Regions from separate parts of the Anser cygnoides genome. Here region 1 is linked to region 2. The links are chromatin contacts, called in public Hi-C maps. All regions are on one chromosome and are shown on one strand. The core of a region is the stretch at or near the end of the contact, and the rest is flanking DNA. Distances in the headings are between cores, read along the strand shown. Region 1 holds the start of FBXL18 (F-box and leucine rich repeat protein 18). Region 2 overlaps SMURF1 (SMAD specific E3 ubiquitin protein ligase 1).

The links. Hi-C and Micro-C count contacts between places; a contact is called where the count stands out from the background.
Region 1: a contact with region 2 is called in a Hi-C map of liver, with 11 times the contacts expected there. The contact joins the promoter of FBXL18 here to the enhancer-like site in region 2. A contact is called at or near these places in 2 of 7 Hi-C or Micro-C datasets (both in liver).

The regions. Positions count from the first base shown.
Region 1 is chr15:3,995,601-4,000,474 of Taihu_goose_T2T_genome, reverse strand. It overlaps FBXL18 (F-box and leucine rich repeat protein 18), which reads right to left and starts at 2,883. Exons shown (of 5, transcript XM_048061830.2): 1 at 2,118-2,883; 2 at 955-1,155; 3 at 1-47. The coding sequence starts at 2,348.
Region 2 is chr15:3,845,124-3,849,894 of Taihu_goose_T2T_genome, reverse strand. The region is part of intron 1 of SMURF1 (SMAD specific E3 ubiquitin protein ligase 1); the gene reads right to left. Among named protein-coding and RNA genes, the nearest start is that of SMURF1, 14 kb to the right of the region's middle. Within about 2 kb of position 2,129, at least 2 of the 3 cell types and tissues checked have open chromatin away from gene starts, as enhancers often do. A contact at or near this core is called in liver, where this site is marked.

The DNA.
Region 1 (4,874 bases), core at 1,634-4,133, 150 kb before region 2:
TCTTTTCCGATATCCCTCATCAGTTGCTTCACTTTGTCTTTGTTTACCTGTACTCAAACAAAACCAGATTCAATGAGATATATGGCAAGTGTGCACTGACTCAGTTTCCCATCTGAAAATGGGGATGACACTGGCTAGCACTTAGATTATGTGGTTCATCCCAGGGCCTTGGAACACTAGCACAGCCTAAGAACCATTAAAGCATCACTTAATCTGCCATGCTTTGGCCTCCTAAGATTACCCTCCCTTTAGCTTCTCAGTCTGTGCAGTTCTGCATTACTGACTGCGAGGCCAAAATCTGTTCAGCAGCTGATAGCGGAACGGAAGACAATCTCCATTTTTCTAACAGCAAAACTATTTCAGCAGAATTATCCACCTATGGAGACTCAAATTAAAAGAACGCTTTCATTCTCCTTCATCCGCTTTCTTTTGGAAATGAAGAAGAGAAGCTTACGCTTGGCGATACAGTCCTCATAACACGTATCACCCTTCTTCCTAAGCTTTATTTTTGTCACAACTCATATACATTTTCTGGCTTAGCTGACTGCATGCCTGACAGCAACATGCACAAGTTTTTCTGCTCATATAGATTTCTTTGCACAACAACATGGAAAATATATTTTGGGAAAATGGTATCTTCATACAACCATAGTCAAAAGCAGCTATAAATGGCAAGTCAAGTTTACTTTCATTTTAGCCTCCAGGAACAGAGAAAATATATAAAATACCATCAGTGAAAACTAACTAAGGGAGCACAGAGCTGTCCTAACAAAGCATTCTGCAAAACAAATGCTTTTATAAAAACAGTTTATTGTTTATTTGTTTTTTTTTTTTTTTCAGAGTTCAAGAGCACGACATTTATGCAGACACACTGAAGTGTTCTATTTCTTGGCATTTTTTCAGAAGTCAGACTTGTCTTCACAGCTAACAGAAGAAGCAAGCTACTCTCCCCACCTTATAGTCTTTCTGAAGTAAGACTGTATGGGTTAGACTCTTGTCAAGGCAAAGCGTCGCGAGTTTCCTGCAGGTTTTCCTGACATTCAGGACAAGGTCTGTGCAAGGGACGTAGCTTAGGATGTGCAAAAGGATCTCATCCGAGAACTCCATCAGGTTGACACCATTATTTTCCTCCTCGCTCTCCCCACTTACAAGCTCCTGAAAGAGAAAAAAAAAGAAAAAAAGAAAAGCTACCAGTTCACAGACTTCAGCAAAGCTTGTGAGAAAACGGATACCCTGTGTCTCAGAAGGATTTATAAAGCGAGATTTATAAAGTGAGATAAAACAGAACCACTTGAATTGTTAAATACTCCCACCCGCCTTGAGAAGCCAAAACCTCTCCCTTAAAAGACAAAACTGAGGTAGTGCAAAACTTCACGCAAAGCCACAGTATCTTCAGTCACTCTTTTGCTGTGGACTGCTTAAGAAATAAAACATTTACCTTCATTCTTCTTCTGCTACTGATTTTGCAACTGGAAAAGCGTCACTCCCTGATTCTTTCAGAATATAACCCAGCAATCCCTTCCCACATCTTTCCCCTAAGAGCAATCCATTCCAATAACCTTACAAGTTACGTAACCGTTCATATGTATCAAGAAATAATCAGCCTGCAGCCCAGTATCAGACTACCCCTAGCTCTTCTGCAACACGTCACGCCGTAACTGTGCCAAACCTCGACCACCGATGGCTGTGCTCCCCTCAAGCACCCCTTTTGCTCCCTCACCCCGCGATCCCTCCATCACCACCCAAGAGGCCCCTGCCTGGCCCCCAGCCCACCCCCATCGCACCGAGCTGGTGGTTTTGGACTTAAACCCTGCTTTTAATGAAGCTCGAGTGGAAATTAACGCAGCGCCAGCCCCTAAAGGGGAAGGGGGTGCTCTGGTGCCACGTCGCATCACCCAGAAAACCCCACAGAGCATCCCTCCAGGAGGGCGACCCCTCAGGACCGGGTGCTCAGCCCAGCCCCGCGGGGAGCCCCCTCACCCCCGGGGCCGGCTCCAGCCCCGCTCACCTCACCCCCAACCCCTGAGGGGAGCCCGGCTTCCCCCATCCCGGGGCCGGCCGCGGTTAACCGGCGCTCGGAGGGACGGAGGACGGGGAGCAGCCCCTCCACACCTCACCTCTCCACAGCGGAACATGGCGGCGGCCCCGCCGCACCGGGCACCGCTCAAACCCGCCGCCTCCCGGCCTGGCTCCCCGCCGGCCCGGCCGCCGCACGGTTCTTCCGGCGCTGCCATGACCCGGCTTCCGCGGCTCGCCACTCCTCCGCCGCCCCGCGCCGCCATCTTGAGGCGGGAGCGCGGGGAGGGCGCGGCCGCCGCCCGCCGCCATCTTGAGCGCGGCGCCGCCATGCTGGGGGTGGCGGCTGGGCGCTGCCCCCCTGACGGAGGATGCGGGGCTCGGTCCCCGGCTTGCAGGGCTCGGCCCTGAGGTTAAATTAAGCACGGTCCCGCTGCATGCAGCGGGTTTCTTCACCTCTGCCTGACTCTGGTGGTGCTGAGGTGTTGGGAGCCGAGCGAGGAGGGCAGCCTCTCGGTGTCTCCTCTCGGTCTCCTCCGCCACCTCAGCGGCTGACTCACGCCAGGCCCGCGCCCCACGAAACCTTGAGGCTGCTCCCAGAATGAAAATCCGCCCTGCGCCGAGCCGTGACTCAGCCGGCAGCAGCACACGGGGCACGGAGGGCTTGGCCGGCCACCCCAGCGGGGTATTTTGCAGCCTCCGGGGCATTTGCTGGATTAGTGCCCTGCTCTTCAGCGCAGGCAGCGGGCAAATGATCCTGTCCCTGTCCATAGTGGTTTTGTAGGCTGGGAGCAGCTTGGGGTGACACCCTGAGCACTGAAGGACTTGATCCTAATGAGAGAGGGGGGCCATCACTACTACCCCTTCCCTCCAAAGCATCCACCCGCACCACAAAACCCTTATATAAACCAGCTGGCTTCAGCCTCACTGCTCATTTATGCAATGAACGTAACCTGGGCTCTGACGAGGCTGAATCTCCTCACCCCGGCAGCAGGTGTGAGGCAAATTCCACACAGGGGGCCGTGCAGAAGTCACCCGGGGGTGCTGCGAGCGCAGCCATTGCATAGAGCAACGTCCACTGGGACCCGCTGGCTCAGCACTCCTGCTGTTAGCTCCTCTTCCCAAATCTCAAGTACAGACAGGACTAGAGCGCTGGAATTTCCAGTTACGTGTGTGCTTGGGGAATTTTGTTCATAGAAAATGTGTTTTAAAGATGACCCACAAAGGAAGATGAATAGGTTGCTGCTTTCTTCCTGGTTGATTGTTGCCATTTATGGCCATGAATGAGATTAGTGGTGGATTGGCGTTTTGGCTTAGAAATATCGAGTGCCTCAGGTCTTGATTACCTGTTTTGCTTCCAGGCCCGTGAGCAGGGTCTGGACTTGGAGAGGAAACCCCCTCTTAGCCCTTAGATGAGGGAGAGCCTCAATAAGAGAATCGGTACCTGCTTTGTTTGTCATGTGTTTCAGTTAAATAGAAGATAATGTCAAATTAAATCCAGAGGCCCTGCAGTCAGGACTGACTTGTTTGACATCTGGGCTGAATACCAACCTGCCGTATTTGCAGTCATCGGGGGAAGCAGAGACCGGGGTGGAGAAAGACCTGCATTTCCAGCGCAAATGTAAATAAGATCAAGAGCAGGGCCCGTAAGCAGAGTAAAAGCCCTGCCTGGAGAGCCAGACTGACTGGAGCAGCCTGCGTTAGGACTAGCCATGGGTTCCCTCCAGTCCTGGGGCGTATGTGGACCAGACGGCTGTTGCCAGCCCCGAATGGGATCTGAGATAGGTTAAAGAACCTCCCCAGGCTCCCAGCAGTTGTAAGAGGAGCTGCTCCGACTGATGGCCCACCAAGCGATGAACAATGTGGCGGCGTTGATAAGACACGAGGCTGAATACCAGGTGGCAGCAGGACATCAGATGGGCTGTAAAGGAGGAAGGAAGCAAACAGCTACGCTGAACTCTGGCATTTCTCTTGATGGTTTTGGCCAGCAGGTGAGAGGAGAAACCTTCCCTGCTGCACCTTGGTTCAGGAACGCTCGTCCCAGTGTTGGCACATGGGAACCTCCCACGAAGACAGGTTCATTTCACTGCTGGGCTGTCTCAGAGCAGACTTTGATCATCTATGACTAATGCAGTTTTCTTAGCCCAAAGAAGGCAAGCACATACCATGCTGTCCCGGTCCAAGAGGGCAAACAAACAAATCTGGTGCTAATATCCAGATACGGTGTCCTGTACAGTATCTCTTAACTGTTCATGGCCGGACTGATCTGGTGATTATTTTTTTTTTCTTCAGGGAAACTTTTGGGTCATTTCTCTCCCCTGGTTCTTAACACTGATACAGTCTGTACAGCTCATTTTTTTTGTCAGCATGACGAAAGCCCAGTGGCCAGAGCACTTGGTGTGCTTGGGTGAACTGCTGTCTCCACTGCCGTAAGTGGTTTTCAGCGCTTGATACGATTTAATGCGGTAAGGCCTGCTAAAGTAGATTACAGCTGGGTATAATGCAAGTCAGGGCAGGCTCCGGGTCAGCAATCCCTCTGCAAAGACCAACTTCAAAGAGCAGGACAACTCCTCCTCCTCCAGCCACAGTCCCATCCACGAGCTGACACCTCGGAAAGCCCATTTTTTTTATGAAGCTGAGGCTTTGTGCCCTCAGAGGGGACTTCCACGAGGAGACGAGTTGTGTTTGAATGCCCTGGGACTTCCTGGGACATTTGCATGCAGCCAGCGTGCTGCAGCGCATGTTCTCTAATGAGAGGACGGGGCCCCCCTGACCAGGGGGGCTGTTTCTGGCCAGCGCTGCCCGACAAGGCTCAGAGACAACCACACAAGGAGGCCCTTCAGGGCTAAATCCCGAGA
Region 2 (4,771 bases), core at 880-3,379:
GAGAATAATATTCATCAAGCACCTCTTCTAGCACTACTACAGCTTCAGTAACTGTTACCAGACCAAATTCCAGTGGATACTGGATGGCTTTTCAACAGGCACTGTCAACACCCTAGAATTCTTTCATAAGTAAATGAAAAGCATTCCTGATATCAAGCAAGGCATCAGTACCGTATCAGTGCTTTAACATCACGTACCTGAGGTAACAAATGACTTAGAATATGGGCATGGAAAAATACTTTATGTGCTAGAAATTCAGGAAAATGTCTAACTGAGGTATACTGAGTGCTTTTTGGCATGTTTGGATAGAAAGATAAAACGCCACAAGCTGTGTCATATATGCTGCTCCAAGCTACAGGCCCCGCCACCAAAAAACCCTTTTTCATGCTCTTACAGCTTTTGCCTTCCTTATTTGCAAATCTGTTGTTCATTTTGCGGTAAGCATGATAACAAACAGATGAGATGGAGGAGTACTTTCTGAACAGAGCGCGAGCGAGCTCCGATTTAAAAATCAGGGCATTGAAAGCCAATACTCAGCAAAGAGTTAACAGCGTGCAAAAGCCTCTAGCAACGAGTTCATTTTGTTCTGGGCTACTTAGCAAAGGGTCAGCCAAAAATTGAACCAGCTGGAATTCATTCAGAAGTACTTCTTGCTTCCCAGAGCTCCCCGGGCTGCAGTTATCAACCTGAGAGTAACAAGCGCACGGATCATCAGGATCGAGCTGGTGCTCGAAAGAAGTGTCCCAGCCTAATGGCCCGTAATAAATGACGTTTTGATCCTAACTTGGACCTTAGGACTAAGTTATAAACGCTCCTAGTGTCTTGTGGGAAAAACTGTAGGATTTGCCCAAGGTAGACGGAATTAAAGAATTCTACCGACCTCTCTGTTCGGTGATTACCTTGTTACCAGCTCCCGTACATGTAACACTCAGTGAGCCCTTCTAACCTCAGTCCTTTTGCTGTAGATGCTGTCAATACAAAACAGACAGTATGAAATACCGAAGTGGGAAGATTACCTGTTGTTTTTTAATCAGTTAAATAAAGAAACTATTACAAAAAACCTCCCAGAGTAGTTCAAAATACCATTTAGATACCTTGCTGTAGGAAAAGACACCTCAAATGCCCAGGTAAAGTTTCAAAAGTAATGATTGTTTAAGCACTTAAGTTACAAAAATGGAAGAATGACTCCAGGAATTCAAACACAAGTTAAAGGTGCACAGTTTAAATTCAGAAAAAGAAAAATTTTGTTTGCTCAAGTTAAATTCTTGGCATCGCTTCTGATTTTGAATGAAGTACATTGGCTGGTTTAGAACACTGGTTTTAACTCCTGGAAAAACTGAACTCCACAATCTTAGGTTTGTTTGCTAATTATTCAGTCCGTTATGATCCCTTTCAACATCCGCCCGAGATGTTACAAACTGCTCCTCGCTTTCCTTATGCATTTTTTTCCCCTCATTTGTTCAGAGGGCTCAGCCTAAACCCTTCTTGTTTGCAAACGAAATAAAAAAAACACAGGAAGCCCTAAACACACGACAGTGTTTGTTCCTGGCTGGTGAAGGGCACCAGCATTAAAAGGTGAGCGGTGACCCTGGCTACCTGCCAGTGGCAATGCACGTCTCGGCTCGCTGCTCGGGCCTGGTGCCAGATGCTGAACACCGAGGGGATGTGGGGACAAGTCAGGGGGTGACAGCGGTGGCACCCCTCAGCCAGCAGGAGCAGGGGCACGCAGCTGTAAGGAAGCCGCGGCAGAGGGGAAAGGAAGAGAACGGGACAGAAGCAAGGCTTGTTCCAAAAAAAGACTGTAATTACAGAGATATTAATAGCTTCTGGAAGGCAAGATTTTATAATTCATTCACCTACTTCTGCTCTTTCTATTAACCCTAATACGGAGTCGCTGTTTTCTTCTATCTGACATTTGCCCACTTGTTGCAGGGGAAACATTCCTTGTACTGTAATAAACTTTGCCAGGAATTAGTATGAAAGCTATTAGTACGTGGAGGAAGAAAAATCTCATTTAACAATGAGTCCAAGCTAAAGGTATAACAGGAGAAGGAAACAATGAGTAAGAAACGTTTTTGTTGCTGCTGCCGTACAGTTAGCCTTGTCCACAAGAAGCCCATTCACGCACCCTCCGCAATCTCCCTAATCACCTATTAGTCACCCCAGTGGTAATTCCCTACAAGTACTTTGGCTTGGGTCGTGCAACGGCTGGGAGACCCAAGTGACATCAGCTCTCCTCCGATTTCCAGGCAGTGAGACGCGCTTCCCGGCGCGGAGAGGCACGCGCCCGAGGAAATGTGGGTCAGCGAGCGCGCATCCTACCGCTGAACGTGCGCGCTGCTCTCCAGGGACTCGCGGCGGCGTGACTCAGGAGCAGCGGGCTGGCTGCAGGCTCACGATGCTCGTCTATTAATGAGATTATCACCGTTCCTCGCCGGCCTGTCCACACCACGCCGCCAGGCAGCTAGAACAGATCTTCAAGGAGCCCAGCACTCACAGAGCGAAATGTTGTGTTTTACGGCCGTGCTGAACAGCACTGAAAACGTTAAAACGACGTGGAACACCGACAGCCACATCACGCAACAGTAGCCATTAAGAGGAAACGTCTGCCTTTGAAAATAATTAATCACCCGTTGTGTTTGCCTATAAACATCCCGATCTAACAGGCATGTGTTTCGCTCAGCCGAGCAGCAGCAAGATGGACAACCAGACTAGGCTGCTCGACTGGGGACGGAGGCATCAGGAGCGGTACCCTGCCCTGAAAGCACCCATTTGCCTCCCCCGGCAGCGCCCGGGCTGGATGTGGTTAACCAGTAACCTCACGCAGCGCGCTAGCCAGCCCTTCTGCCAAGCAGGGCTCCCCAGCAGTACCAAAGTTCAGCAGATCCACGCCAGATCAATGTCACCGCTCTCTTACACAAGCAAAGCCGGCCTCTCCACTTTAGGTACTTTCAACAAAACGTCTAATTCTTGCGTGACCTACGGGAGGCACAAAACCGCGCGAGCTGAATGGCACCAAACAAGATTTCATGAAAAGCAGGCTTTTATTCCGAATAAAGCCGTATCAGCCTATGTGTTACTCCCTTGTTCTAATTATATAGGACAGCATCTATTTAAACTGCCAAGTTAATGACTTCGAATTTGATCAATAGGCTCTGTTTATTCAGCCCAGCGCTACTGACGGTCACCAGGGATGAACAACAAAACAAACAGACTGGTTACAGCAAATCTGCGGTTGAGGTGGGGTGCATACGAAAAATCCACAACCTGCGATTTAATCGGGGGGTGGGGAGGGAAGCCCACTGCCACAGCGAGACGCCCCATTTCCCTTTGTGTCCATAAAACATTTATCCGCGTTGTTCCGCGAAGAGCGAAGTTGTGAGCTGCGTGAGCTCAAGCATGACTAACATCACGGATACAGAAGGACTCCGAGCCTTATCTTGTACCATCTAGCTATGTTAAATATTTCACATTTGTTTTCAGATTAAGCCATGGTAGCACACGGCAACAACAAGGGGACATCGGGAAGCCTTTGGACCATAAGCAGTGACTTCCCTCCTTGTCACCGTACCCGCTGCTGAAGGAAATTTGCTTTGGAGCCGCTTTGGGAAAGGCCGGAACCACCGTCTTGAAAGCAGGATGACAAATGTCCTTGACTAAACCTTCTGCCAGCAGACGGACTGTTTTACTTACGGACTAGCTAAATAAAAATAGTTCAGAACGAAAACAGCGTACAGTGTGCGTGTAGCCTTCCAGCAAAGATGGTTTTAAATTTGAAAAAAAAAAAAAAAGCTTTCATTGCCAACAGTTTCTCAACAGCGGCAAGGTATGTGGAAACCCCCAGCGATTTTTAAAGAACACCATGCAAGGTATTCAATAAAGGAAACCCCCTTGCTAATCCCAAGTGAATCTGCTGTCACAAAGGCTGAGATTTTGATGAAAACGCTTTATTGCATTGTTCTGACCAGGGTGCTTGTTTACAATTTTTCTCGACATTATACTTTCATCGCTTTGCCTGCGAGAGGGATCGCTATCTGCCTGGCACGAAATGTCAGCGTCCATTCCATCAATAAATTATAACCCACTACTGCTCTGATACCTCGATCAAAGGTGCTACGGACGTAAGACGGAGCATGAATGAAAAGATGCCATGTCTCTTCCTACAGTGCCTTCGTGTACGCCTTTCATATTCAGACGTGATTTCACCCAAGTGACAACACTCGCTCGCTGGATCATGGAGCAATAAAACGTGAAGAAAGTTCTCTAAACAAAATGGTCTCATCAAACTGCTATAGAAGTATTAAATTTTAGCCTTTGTGCTTAAAAAACAACGCATGGAGCCAGCCGCTTCAGTCAAAGCCTAAGAAGTTTGCTTTCCATTTTAAATTGATTAAATAGATCCAATACATTAAATTCTGCATGGATGGTTAGCAGTGCTAATATTCTAGATAAAATGAAACGCTCTGCGAGGAATATTAGGGCGAGCTCTCAGCAGATGTATTACTTGCTCTCACAGTAATTTAGTGTAACAGAGGCCTAACAATTTCACTGAACACGATTACAAAAACCAGCTCCTCACAGTTTAACACAGAAGCTCCCAGAAGTACCTATTTCTTCACTAGGTACTCAGCACAGGGAACGCACTTGAAGAGAGGCGAAGGCTTTGTGGGGACAGTAGAATAACACTTGATTTTTTTTTATTAAGGTGATTCCCATTTATCAAAGAGCCGAGATATTAAACGTGAGCCTTTATTTCCATTCATATCGCTGA